Linked DNA regions of Macaca mulatta: region 2 is linked to region 1. The links are chromatin contacts, called in public Hi-C maps. All regions are on one chromosome and are shown on one strand. The core of a region is the stretch at or near the end of the contact, and the rest is flanking DNA. Distances in the headings are between cores, read along the strand shown. Region 1 holds the start of PDGFRA (platelet derived growth factor receptor alpha). Region 2 holds the start of CHIC2 (cysteine rich hydrophobic domain 2).

Evidence for each region. A called contact is a pair of places that touch in the nucleus more often than the background predicts.
Region 2: a Hi-C map of blood shows a contact between it and region 1, with 2.6 times the contacts expected there. The contact joins the promoter of CHIC2 here to the promoter of PDGFRA in region 1. A contact is called at or near these places in 2 of 14 Hi-C or Micro-C datasets (blood and fibroblasts).

The regions. Positions count from the first base shown.
Region 1 is chr5:79,263,387-79,269,802 of T2T-MMU8v2.0, forward strand. It overlaps PDGFRA (platelet derived growth factor receptor alpha), which reads right to left and starts at 3,097. Exons shown (of 23, transcript XM_015138691.3): 1 at 2,928-3,097.
Region 2 is chr5:79,435,729-79,442,719 of T2T-MMU8v2.0, forward strand. It overlaps CHIC2 (cysteine rich hydrophobic domain 2), which reads left to right and starts at 2,490. Exons shown (of 6, transcript NM_001257545.1): 1 at 2,490-2,678. The coding sequence starts at 2,560.

The DNA of each region.
Region 1 (6,416 bases), core at 1,847-4,346:
CATCTGGCAGAAACTGAACTAGGGCGAAGTTGGGAGATGCCATTTGCCCCGATCCTGTATCTTGCGCCCCAGGCGAGACCGAAAGATTATCTGCCGCCCCAAGGCTGATGCTGCGGTGGACCCGGCGAGTTAGACCAGGGGGACCCTGAGACCCACACCTTTCGGTCACTGATCAGGCTTTTAGCTCTTTTCCTAGAATTGCCACTTTTCCACCAGCAACGTATAACCTGGTCGCAGCTCCCCGGAGGTCAGAGGGAGTCCTTCCCTGCGGGGTCTGCAGGAAGGCGCTGGCCACCACGTCCCCAAAATGCGTCCTGCCGCTGCGCGCCGCCCACGGTCTGTCCCCAGGAGGCACAAAATGGGCCCGCCTCGGCGCCAGACGTGTTTGCAGCTGGAAAGCCCAGCCCAATGCCCCTCCCCCTGCATCCCTCCTCAGTCCGCGTCCCGAGAGGAAACTGGCCCAGGGGCGGAGAGCTGGGAGCCTGGGCTCTCCTTCAAGTCCCTCTCGATCTACGGATTTAAACAAGAGCCAGGGCACCGGGGGCTAACGACGGGTTCATTCTTGGCGTCCCCCCACTCTCGTTCCTCCTCACTCTTGTGAACGAGGTCCAGCTGCACTTGGCTCAACCCAAAACTGTGCAAGCTCCGAAGTAGGGCCTGACCTGTGCGTCAAAGCGAGGCTGCTCGGCCTCGCGCCTGTCGGGAAGGCGAGGCAGGGCCTCCTCATAGTGAGGATTGTGGAAAGGAGGAGGCCGAGGAGAGAGGGAGAAGAGGGAGGGGATGCAATTCGGCAGTGCGGGGGTCCAGATTGACCAGATTAGGGGTCGGGGGTGGGACAGCGCGGCGGCTGGTGAGGTGCGCACGCCCGGGACCCCTTCCTCCCCTTCTGTGGCTGCGGGATGTTTGTTGGGTGAGATGCACTGCGGAGGATTGTCGTGCCTCGTTTGCCCTGGATGCCTCTCCCTGCTCCAAAAATCTGTCTAGTTCTGGTCAGGAGCGACCGCGGCGAGGCGAGTCGGTCCAAAACATTGAGCAATTCGGCCTCGGAGCCAAAAAGCCATTTCCCACACCGCCCAGCCCGGGGCTTTTCGGACGTGGGGCGGTCGGGACCTGATAGGGGTCCCATCCATGCTTGCCTCCCACCCAGGGAGATGGAGTGAGTGGCAAGTTCTTCCAGGCACTCTTTGCGCACATCCTGAGGTCTTAGCAGAACTGGGGGAGCGAAGTGCGGGACCGGCCCTCTGGCTGCAGGAGGGATGCACAACGGACAGCCGGCCTGGGCAGCAAGTCCCTCCCGACCAAGACTCGAGGCCAGGTCACCGACAGTTCCCGCACACCTGGCCCGGCCCCGGCTCCTGGCTTCCTCCCGCAACCGGACTGGGGTCGGGCCACACTCCTTGTCGCTCCGAACTGGCCGTCACCCTCTCGGAATAGAACAGCTGATCCCACATATTCAGAGTCAAACGGACGCAGCCCGCTCCCCGGACGCAGCCGGGCGGAGCTAATCGTGTATAAACCTTGTTTCCATGGGGGTAGACAGCAGAGGAAGGAGAAGTACGCACAGACGGCTCTGAACCCGGCAGGGAGAAGAATGGAGAAAAAGGGCGACTAGAGAGGACCGAGCAGCGCTGGGCGAGCGCAGACGGCAAGTGCCGTGCACCCCCGCGCGGAGAGGGGCGCCGGGTAGGGGGTGCCCAGGGCTCAGTTGCCCGGAGGGAGAATGTGGTTTACCTCCCACCTTTCTCTTACCTGCAAACAAATTTCCCCAGTTCCAAGTGGTCCCTAACTTACAAGAAGTTCGACACTTTCCTGGAGACCTTTCCTCTCTTCCTGCCTGAGGCCAGAACTGAGCGGCAGCAGAGCCCCGGGCAATGCAGAAACGGTTCCACCGAGGAGGGGGCGCAGGGAGACGGGCGGGGGCGGGGGCCACGGCGCACAATGAGGACCCCTTGGTGTGCGGTTCGAAATTCCTCAAATCCCAGTTGCTGGAATGCGAGGCGACATCGACTTCTTCACTCAGGGCCAAATGTGTTTGTCATTATTCCAGACCGCCCGCCCGCGCCGCCGCTGTCGCCCCCGCGCTAGGGCGTGCAACCCGAGCGTACAGCCGAGCAGGCACCCGCTCTCCCTAGCACCTCACTGACCCGACAAACCCCTCCAGAGCGCCCCAAACCCTTGCCCACGCCCGCGCCCCTCTGCTTGTCCCGCAGCCGCGTCACCGCTGCGCCAAATCTGGCCCGGACTCTCACCCAGAGCAGCGCCGTCCAGTAATTACGCGCATTCGACCGGCTCCATGTGCTGCAGGCCAGCACGGAGGTCCGGTCTCCAGCCGAGCCCTGCCCGCCTCCTGCGACCAGCAACCCCTTCCCGCGCCCCCCTCCGCGCTCCCCTCTCCCCACCTCCCCTGGTCCCCCAGCCGCGCTCCACACCACGGGCTGCAGCGCTGTCCCGCCAAACCGCAGGCGAGGAATGAAAACACTCATTTAAAACCTGTCGCCTTCCAGGACCCACTGCCAAGAAGAGGGCAAACACCTCTGCCTCCACCCCCAGTTCCTTGGTGTTCGGCCCAGTATTCATGAACACCACCCCCACTCCCAAAAGAAACCTCAAAAATGTAAGCCTAAACAATTTCTTTGGGAGGCCATAGGGTTGTTAGAAAAACATTGTTTTTTAAAAATAGGTCTGGAAAATGTGTGTTTAAAAAAAAATCCCTAGACTTTCTAATTCTATGGTTATCTCCCACCCATCCCCAAGTGAAGTTTATTCCGAAAAAAAAAAAAAAATTCCTCTCTGGACACACATTTGGAATCCAGCTCCATTTTTTTTTCTTGTCGCCCAAAGTTTGAAGTTACTTCCCTTTCTCCAGTCCCAGAGTCTGATCAGGGACTTCTCTTATAAACAAAAAATCATTTTTTCTTCTTCCTTACCTTCTCCTATGTTATTCCGCAATGAATGTCCCACACATGGAGTAAAGAGTGTGTCCACGGCCTCCAATGATCTGTTGTAGTCTCCTCCTCTGTTTCTCTCCCTGTAGCTCCAACAGTAACGGGCTCAAAAACCGCGTTTTGTAATTGATTCAATGTTATAGTCCATCCTTCTAAAACTAATCATTTGCTCTAAGTAAATAGCTGTCAGGAAATAAGCCCCCCCCCGAACCTTGGTCTCTTCAAAATAAAAGTTTCGCTCAAACTCCCCTGCGCTCTGAAGCTCCCAGTCTCCAGATTGCGCCTTCGCTTTTTGCTCTTACGCAATCAGGGGGTCCAGTCCCAACCCCCAGACTTCGACAACAACTGGGGGGGCGGGGAGAAGCCGACCAGATGGGATGGGGGGGTGGAAGGGGGAGGTGTTGGTGCTCTGCCGGGAAAGCGGTTTTGTGAAACTACAAACAGCCCATCATTTCCAGAATGAGTTTGCCTCCCCATTTTGGGGTTATTTTCTTAGACTGCTATAGTTTTGTGTTCTCTTTGAAAACAAGAAAAGGAACATACAAAATTGCATTTAATACCCAGAGAGAATATAAATCTAGAATCAAGAAACGTCCCTTCTACAAACTCGGCCCAACTAGAAATAGGGCCCTCGGGAGAAATCTCCAAGCGGTTGCGCGGTTTTGAACTAAGGGTCTTTTAGGGGAAGGGCTAAGGGCTATATAGTTGCTAGTTCTTTAACGGGATTAGGCAAACTGTTGAGTCCAATATGACAACGATGAGTTTTTGTTTTGTGTGTGGGGTGGGTGTGTGTGTGTGTGTGTGTGCAAGACTGGGTGGAGTCTGAAATAGGGTACAAAGAAAAGAGGGTCTGTGTAGGTTTGGAACATTCTCCGATAGAACGACCTTTACTCCCTTTAAGTCACTTATCTGGTCGTGCCTTTGTTTTGGGGGTTATCTGGGCGAGGTTGCCCTGGCTTCTAACTCGCATACAAAAAAGTTCAAGCTTGGGCGTTTGGGGAATCGTCCCGCCGCCTCCGCATCGTGGGAGAGGGTGCCTTTTGATTCTCCCTCCGTTCCCTCCCGCCGAGTGGGTCGAACCCTACGAATGCTTCGGAGTTGACAGCTGAGCCCCAAACCCTGCGCCCAAGGCGCGAGGCCAGTGTCGGGAGGAAACGATCCTGCCGGCGAGGGAAAGGGGGCGCTGATGCTCCAGAAACCAGACCTGGGCAGAGTGGGGCTTCCCAGCGACAGCGGGGGATGGGAGCGCGTTCACCTTTCTCGCTCTCTGATTTTTGAATTCTCTTGTTGGGGTTGGGGGTCATCCTTCATCCTTCTCCCTCAACCCCACCCCCACACAAGCACTCTGAAAATGGCCAAGGTGGCCAGGTTGGGACTGGCACGTCCAACAGCCGTCTCCTCCTTCACCAGGAGTGGACACAGTGCAGTGGACAGAGGAGAGTCACAGAGAAGTACTCCAACGGGCGCGGTGCTGTGTCTAATTAGGACAGGATCTTGGGGTATCAGCCTCGGAAATAGGGCGCCTGGGGCTGCGCTGGGGGCCCCATTGCCCCAGCTCTTCTACGCGACCTGCTCTCGTGCATCTTCAGCTCGGGTGACTGCACAGCTCGCTATTACTTCCACATGTTCCTTCAGGAAATCATTGAAGGCAAATATATGAACAGCCCCTTGTTCGGAATGCTAACAGGATACCGTAATGTTTGTAGAAAATGAGCGGGACAAACGATTCCCCCCAAAAATCAGAGTGCGGAATAAAAGGCAAACGCGGCTGCTGGGCTTCTTGCTGTTAAGTTGAGAACTGGGTTTTTAGGCGAGTTGCCCCAGAGGGTAGGACGCGAGACAGAGAGCCTACCCAGAAGGACTGCTTTGTTTCGGCGACACTGCTAGCCCGGTCAAGCCAGGGTCTTCCGTCCGCAGGGCCCCAGCGCTCTCCGCCCACAAATGGTAACTTCACAGTTCATTTCAGAGCAGTTTAATGGGGCCCGAAAAGCAGCCCGGGCGGGAGTGGCTCCAGGCAGCGACTCCTCAGGAGTTTAAAGCAGAAAGCAATGGATGAGCAAGCGAGCACCCAGTTGTCCTTCTGGTAGTAATTACCTGCCTAATTTGAATGATGCCTTTGTTATGACCATTAACAAACATTTGTTAAAGGTTTCCATGTGTGACATTCTGGAAGGTTTAAAGGCCTGAGGAGCTGACTCCGGGGATAGTGCCCCGGTGGGGGGTGGCGCAAGAAAGCAAATGGTTGGGGGAAGATTTCGCGGAGAGACTGTGCAAAGAAGAGAGGTCAACATCTGCCTCCTCTGCAAAACAAAATAAACCCAGTGGTCAGGAGCAACCTCCGGACAGGAGACCCTCGAACCGAGGCGGTTGGTTCCTTAAACCGAGTCCTGCCCCTACAGCCCCCGCCCCTACCACTGCTCATAGGCGGGTTTGAATCCTGTTTTCCGCCTTCTAAGGCTGGTACGAGGCTGGTTCGGGAGAAGTCGGGTCTGCGCCCGGCAGTCAGTCCGGAGCGTCGGGTGAAGGCGGGGCGAGTTCTTGCCGCGTTCTCCCAGTGTTTGTTCTAAGATCCTTCCAGATTGGTCCCTCGACGCCCTGGGTCCGGGATGGCCCCGGAACCGCAGGGGGCCAGAAAGCTTGCCCTCCTGAGGCGGGCTGCGGGTCTTTTCTCCCCTTCCTGTGCTTCTGACTGGGCGCCGTGCGGGAGGTGGGAGGAGGGTACCAGGCCATCACGTGTACCCGGAGAGGAGCGACCTGCACCGGCCTGGGCAGCTCTGCGCAGATCTCAACCCGCGCCCGGATTCTAATTTTCAGCCTCTTGGGGTTTTTTGTTTTGTTTTTTCCTTAAGGGATTATCAAGGGGTTAAGAATGTGGGTTTTCTCCCCAAACGGGGAGTCGGGGAGGCTGCGTGCGGAGAGGAAGGAGGCTCAACTCCCGAATTGAGCCGGGCCGGGAAGTTAGGAGAAAAGGGTAGGGACTGTGACAGTTCTGTCCTCGGCCTTGCGCATCTACGCCAGCAGGCGACATGAAATTGGGAGCAAGGGCATAAAAAGGTGCAGTCGATGAGCTCACCTTCAAAAAGAGGGCCTCGTAAACTTTTTACAACCAGATCAAAACGGTCACTATAAACAAAAGCAAAATCTCGCCGTGCCTTGCCCTGCCTCCAGGGCCCGTTCTCCCGGCCCCAACTCCCGGGCGAGGGCGGCCGCAGCTCCGAGGGCCACACCTTTGGCTTTGAGGGCGCTTCCCGCTGAGTTGGCTTTTTGTGTCTTCTCCTCCACTGCTCTCCAGCCCCACCCCCAATTGTACTTTCCTCGAAGAATTCAAGTCCGTTTGCTCTAGAAGCCTTACGAATGTAACAGTTATCAAAGCCGTTAGTTGTGAAAATCACGTTTAAACTTGTGAATTATTTTTTTCAAATGGTGATGGGCGGGGCAAGGGAACAGAGGATGTTTCTGGCTTCACAGTTT
Region 2 (6,991 bases), core at 1,240-3,739, 170 kb after region 1:
GACCCTTCTTATTCTCTTTCTTATCTTCCCATTTGCAGCTCTTCCATTAACTGAGTGCAGCCACTAGTCTCCTGGCTCCTGCCAAGAAAGAAATTCAGAGGCTGAGGAGGGAGGATGGCTTGAGCTGAGGAGTTCAAGGCTGCAGTGAGCTACGATGGTGCCACTGCACTCCAACCTGGGTGAGAGAGTGAGACTCTGTCTTTAAAAAAAAACAAAAAGACATTCAGGAAAGCTTGGCCCACTCAATTAGACCATTAAATCTTAAATTGTCACATGGCCTTGAGAAAGCCACATAGCATCTCTGAAGTATAGCATATCATAGCATCTCTGAAACATAGCATATCTGAAAATAAATACACCCTTTTTGCTCACCTCACAGGTTCTTAGGGGAATATTAAATGATGTATTATGCACATGCTTTATAAGCAGTAAAATATTACATAATGCTGTGGTGACCCTCATAGGGTTGATAAGCTGCAGAGCCTTAAGCATCACCTATTATCACCCTGTATTTATTGTGTGCTGGGCCCTCTTCTGAGCACTTCGCAGATCTTAAGCCCTTGAATCTGCTGAGCATCCCAAAGGGGCAGGTACTGAACAGGGAGGTTGAGTGACTTGTCCAGGGTCGCACAGTAAGTAGCAGAGCTGAGATTCAAGGCCAGGTAGTCGGGTTCCAGAACCCACATTGTTAAATACCAGACCAAGCTGCCTCCTGTGTGCCCCGCTGATATTCCCTGTGTCTTCCTCCAGGAGCCCCTGGCAGAGATGACAATTGCTTGCCTTAACAATAGATAAGCTACCGGAAGGCAGGGCCTGTGCCTCATTCACACACACCCACAGTGCCTGCCACATAGCTAGAGTTCAGGAGATAATTGTTGAATGAACAAATATCCTCCAGGGAGGCATACAATAAGTCTGATACAACTACTGTGTTTTCCTTCATCTTTTCTTGGCTAACCACACCAATTTCCTTCAGTTGTTTCCAATAGGAGGTTGGCATTTCTCACTGTCCTCATTGACCTCCTTTGCACTTTCTCCACGTCAACAGTGACCCATCTAAAGCTGACTACTGTGACATGAACACTGCACTTGGAGAATAGCCTGACCAGCGCTGGGCTCAGTAGAACTATCCTTTCTTCTCCCATGATGTGTCCTCACTGTCCAGGACTCTCTTCTCAGAAGCCCTTCCCCTGTACTGTTTATATGCTTAATGATACCAAGTACCCGAAGTGACCCTTCAACTGTTACGAGGCAGATAAGTAGACTCCATTAAACCTTTTCCTTCCTTCTTCCCCTCCTTCCTTTTTTCTCTCTCTCCCATTCTTCTTTCATTCTTTCTCGTCCTTCCATCCTTTCTTCCTTCCTGCCTCCTTTTCTTCCTCCCCTCCTCCCTTTCTTTCAGGTCTTTTTTTGTGGTAGGAACTGGTAAGAAAAGGAAAGGGATTCCCTAAGGTTTTAAGGAAACAACAACACAAACCAGGTTATGTTTGGTGAGGGAGCTAGGGCAAGAAACTGCGTCTTCTAATATGGAATCCAGGTAATTTATCAGTTTTTTTTTTTTTTTTTTTTTCATAGCATGACTACTGTGAGATTTCTTGTAAGAAAAAAAAAAAAAAAAAAACCAGCATCGTTGGCCTTATATATTGGATTATATTAAAGGGGATCAAGGGACAAGATGTTTGAATTTGGAGATGTCTTGGAAAATCCTGTGGTGGACACACATGTTTGCAATGTCTCTGCTGGACTCCTGAAATTGGGAAAAAAGAGACTCTGGTACTCATCATAGACTCAAAACCTGAGAAAAAGCGAGATGCGATTATTAGAGAAACCGGCATGGCACGCACAAAAATGTGTCTATTCCAGCCAGGGCTTTTTCTTTTCAGTTGTTTGTTTTGGTTAGAGATGACTTTGGGGAACTGAATGTCCCACTGGACATTCCGAGCTGCGTTGTCGGAGTCGTAGGTCACCGCTTCCAGTCAGCAGAGCCGCCGCCCCCCGGGTCCGCGACCCAGGAGCTGCGGGCGGGGCCGCGCCGGCGGGAGCGCGCGCCTCGGGCGCCGTCCGCGGGTGGAAGCAGAGGAAAGACGGCGGCCTGGGAGCGCGCGAGGCCGCCCGTGCGCGCGCCCGCCCGCCCGCCAGCCAGCCAGTCCGCGCGCCCACGCGCCCACGCACGCTCCCGCCCACCCGTAGGCCCGGGAAGTCTCGCGATGCCGTAGCCGGCTGCTCCCGCTGCGGGTGGCTCAGGCTGTTGCTGTGGTTGCCTGAGTTGCTGCTGCGGCGGCGGCAGCGGCGTCTGTGCTTGTGGAGGTGTTGGCCTCTGGGCGGATGTTGACATTGTGTTGTTGTTATTGCTGATGGTAATGGCGGCGGCGGTGGCGGCGACGGTCCCGACCCCATCTCCTCTGTAGCGGGAGCCGAGAGAGCCGACAGCGAACTCCGCGGCCTCGGAGCCGGCGGCAGCGGCGACCCCCCCTCAGCCTCCGCCGCCTCGCCCGCGGGTACCCCGGCGCCAATCCCGGGAGTCAGGCCCCTTTGGGCAGGGGCTCTCGGAGGCTCAGGATGGCGGATTTCGACGAAATCTATGAGGAAGAGGAGGACGAGGAGCGGGCCCTGGAGGAGCAGCTGCTCAAGTACTCGCCGGACCCGGTGGTCGTCCGCGGCTCCGGTCACGTCACCGTGTAAGGCCCGGAGAAGGGCGAGGGCGGGAGGTGCGGGCTGGGGTGGGCCCCGTTACTCCACGGGAGCGCGGTTTCCCCTGTGTCCGTCGGGTGTCGGTGGCCTTCGGAAAGAGTCGGCGACCAGGAAGTGAGAACTTGGCTTATTTTCATTTGTTTGGGTCTCCGAAGTGGGGACGGACGCTGTCCTTCCTCCTCCACACACCTCTTTAGCAGGCCCTACAGGCCCGGGCGATGTGACGATCCCAGTAGGCACGGGTTTTCATTAGGGTCTGTCCTGCGGGCCACCCTTCCCCTTCAGGGTGTATTGACGGGGAGCCTCCTTGTTTTCTCGCCCAGTTATCCTGTGGTTCTCTGTGCCTTTGCACCCAGTGACATGGCTCAGAGGCCAGATCTGGGTCGTGTGAGACCCCAGTGACAATTGGCAGCGAAGCTCCCTGTCGTGTCTGTTTCACACATACCCACAGTTCTCCCAGTTCTTCCACACATTTCCGCACAACTAATGCAAGTTCTTGTAGTTGTACGTGATAAAAATACATAGTTGAACACAAATTTAAGATGTGCAGAAAGAAATATGTTTACAACAACAACAAAAAACTACGTGAGGGACATACACTCTGCTCAGGTTGCTGAGGGAAAACTGTAGTCCTGAAGTTCCTCCTTGGGGCACGAACTTGGGGCTTCTTAATTTGGAAAGTCCCACTAGTAACATTAAAAGTTTGGTATTAAACAATAAGGAATGAAAGCTTTCGGAAAGACCATGACAAATAAAGGAATGTGAAGACTTGAACCAAATAATGAGCTGTCCGGAAGCAGGAAGTTTTGTAATGTTTCTCTATGAAGTCCACAGTTTTGTACCACTTGATGTTTTGATACTCTTCCGTTTTAGATCTCTTGTTCAAATCATAGATCAAACTTCCATACTTGCCAGGTATCTCTGTACTTCTTCACTTTTTCAGTAAAAGAGCCAGCAAGTCTGAAAATATCTGGAATAGTCTTCATTATATTTTGGTGAAGAGTGAGTGGGATGTGCTGTGAATAACTTAGGGAAACAGTGAGACTTCTCATACAAGTTTGTCAGCAAAATAATTGCATTTCTCATATGACCAGCTGTATTGTTGTTTGAGTATGCTTATGTAATGCTTTGATTTCTTTAGCACCTGTTAGTTTATATTCAGGTGACTTAACAGGGTAAAAACACTGCATAATTGCCATCACAGCACCATGACAAGACAGTGGAATTTATCACCACAGTAATACTTTCTAAGTGTTGTCACCAGCTTAAGAAATACAACCAAATATCATGGATGTTAAACTTTTAACATATATCACAGAATTCATAACCTGCCGTTTGATTTTATTTTGACTTTTATGACCTTTTTGCATTGTTTTAAGCCTCAGGAGTATGTGGATGCTTAAAGAAGTGATTTCCACACTTTGTCATGCCGTCTATCCCTCCTTCTACATTCCTCATATCAAAGAAAAGCTAAATCTTGTCATTTAAAAAGACGCCGCTGTAGTTGTAATGTTACCTCTGTTAAGGAGAAGAAAAACTAAGCACTTTGTTGAAAGTGGAAAATGTAATAGTGGACAAAGTGCTCAGAACCTAAGTAATCAGTAAACTTGATTGTGGTTGGCTACCTGGAGAGATTAATAGGGTAGCAAAGAATTATTAGTGATTTTCAAACTTAGCTCTCCATTAGAATCCTGGGTGACTTTAAAAAAAGACCCTTGTCTTTGCTCTACCCCAGGCCAGTTGAAGGCCAGGTACTAAGTGAGGGTCCTAGGCATGGATAGTTAAAATTATGGGTCCTAGGCATGGATAGTTAAAATTATAAATAAATAAATAATACAATCTCACAGGTGATTCTCATGTGTAGCCAAGATTGAAAAGTATTCCAGGTTATAGGGAGGGACTATCTATCATCAATAAATAGTATGCCTTTTTACATTGGGAGTTAAATCTCTGATCTTCCTCAGCAACTTTCTTCTTCTCCCATTTATCTTGGTTCTGGGCTCTGGGTTAAAATCTATCTCAGCTACTTCCTGGATAAATTGTTTATTCATGACCTTTAGTTGAGATGGGGGTAGTTACAGTCGATACCTTTTAAGATTATTAAGGATTAAATGAGATGGTACATGAAAAGAATTTATTGCCGTGTGTGGTACTATGTTCAGTAGATACTAGTTTTTATTATTCTCCTCAGATACAGTTTTACACTTTGAGAAACAGGTGTAAAACAAAGTACTAAAAAATTAGAATTGCCGTTGTCAAACATAACAGTGATTCACTTTAGTGTTATTTTTCCATTTCTAAGCAATGTGTATGTGCTTAAATTACTGTTTGAAGTATTTTGATGACAATAAGGATCTTTCTGCATTGAAAACTTAAGCCTATTTTGTGGCACATAGGTAATAATACAAAACTTTTTTTTTTTTTTTTTTAACATGGATCTGTCATGCATAATTCCCAGGCACACTAGCACTATGCCAATAGATAGCCCAGTTAGCACCTATAAAGGTTTTTAGAATTGGTGCATATGTGTTACTATGACTGTTGAGGACATTCAGTTTTTCTTGCTTTAAATATAAATGGGAGGAGCTATTAGAACAGTTGTAGTAAGACTGGCTAAATTTGTCACTGCCCCTCACACCCCCTCCCCCACCTTTTTTTTTTTTAACTGAGGTGCTGATCAGAGCAGTCTTCCCTTACCAATTTGAAAGTAATTGACCATGTAAACTGAATCATCTGTAGTCTAGATCAGTCTGGAAGGATATAGATCAATCCATATGTTTTTCACAGATGTAACTTTGAGTAGGCCTTTACAGTTGACTATTTCTGCTCTTTTTTTCTACTTTAATATATTACAATACTACTGTTTATTTTTAGAAACTATTGTATTCTCACGTGACATGATTGGCATGTCATTGTGGTGATGTGAGAAAGAAAGTTACCTTCCATTCTCTAGGTTGGTCTCTAGGCATAATCAGATTTTTGTGACATAGGATGCAACATGTCTAATTTGCCTAAAGTCTGCTTTAAAGTGGCTTTTAATACAAATATTTTCCTTTTTTAAAATACAAATGTTTTCATCCTGACCCCAAATCAGACTTATTTTTTATACTTCTCTCATGATCAGTATTCTTTTCTGACATTCTTCTGTTAAGTATAATATTTCCCTTCATTGTTAGATTTCTATGTAGCAATATGGAGAAATCTTGTGCAGAAGCATATTTTGAGGAAAGTGGTATTGGAAGGAAGGAAGATAAATGATAAATTCCTATTATTGCATAATATTTTGGTACATGTAACCTAAAATACTTACACTTACGATTCAATTAAAAGTAGATTTTCTTTTTGCTTTCGTGGTGACTTCTCATATAACTGACAATGAGGAAAAATAGTTTCTAAAAGCAACAGTAATACTGTAAAAAGACTATTAGGTAGTCTTGATCAGATTGGTTAATATTTTAAAATTATGGAGTTCCTTATGTTTCAAAATATATTTGCAAAATATGTTGATCATTTATTGAAGAGTTTCATTTTTCACAGTAATAACTCTAAAAGATGTGTCAGTCTAAAAGTTAGAATTTAAAAGTAGTTTTAGGCCAATATTTCCTAGGTAATCTATCATTATAACAGACATTATTTGCTCCCATCCCCACTTTATACCCTTGTTATATCAGAATCAAACTTGGGACTTTCCTAGAGTATGTATACTCTTTGACTTCTAACTCAAGCCCTGTCATAGAGCCAAGTTATTTTGCTGAGATTTGTTTCTAATGTTATTCCCTTGTAATTTTACTGTGTCTTCATGTACTCTCTTCTGAGGTGTAATCTTACCATCTCCACAAATAATTCCTTATCCTTCAACACCAGTTTTTATCAATGGCTGTCAGAAACCACTTTTTGCTTGTTTTCCTTCCAGATATGTTATGGAAGATTAAAGATTTAGAAATGTGACTTGAAAATGTTTGGAAAGTACATTGGGATGATTTTTGAATAAGAGACATCACAAGAACACCTTAGTGTTTATCGATTTTTCAAATGGTAGAGTTAGTAAAAAATTGTCTTGAAATGTGTCAGTATTTCGGGACTGCTACTAGATGCTGTGGTTAGCAGTAAGAGACCTGAATGTGAGTTGCCAAATTACAGAATCATTTCAATAAAACAGTTTCATTAAACTTTATAATTCCTACCTCTTTCTCCCACCCAGCATAATATTTAAGACATATTCTATTTATTTCTAAAGCTTAAGCTTTCTGTTTTCAAATTTTTGAAGGCCTCATTAATGTATCTCCACAGGATATAAAGT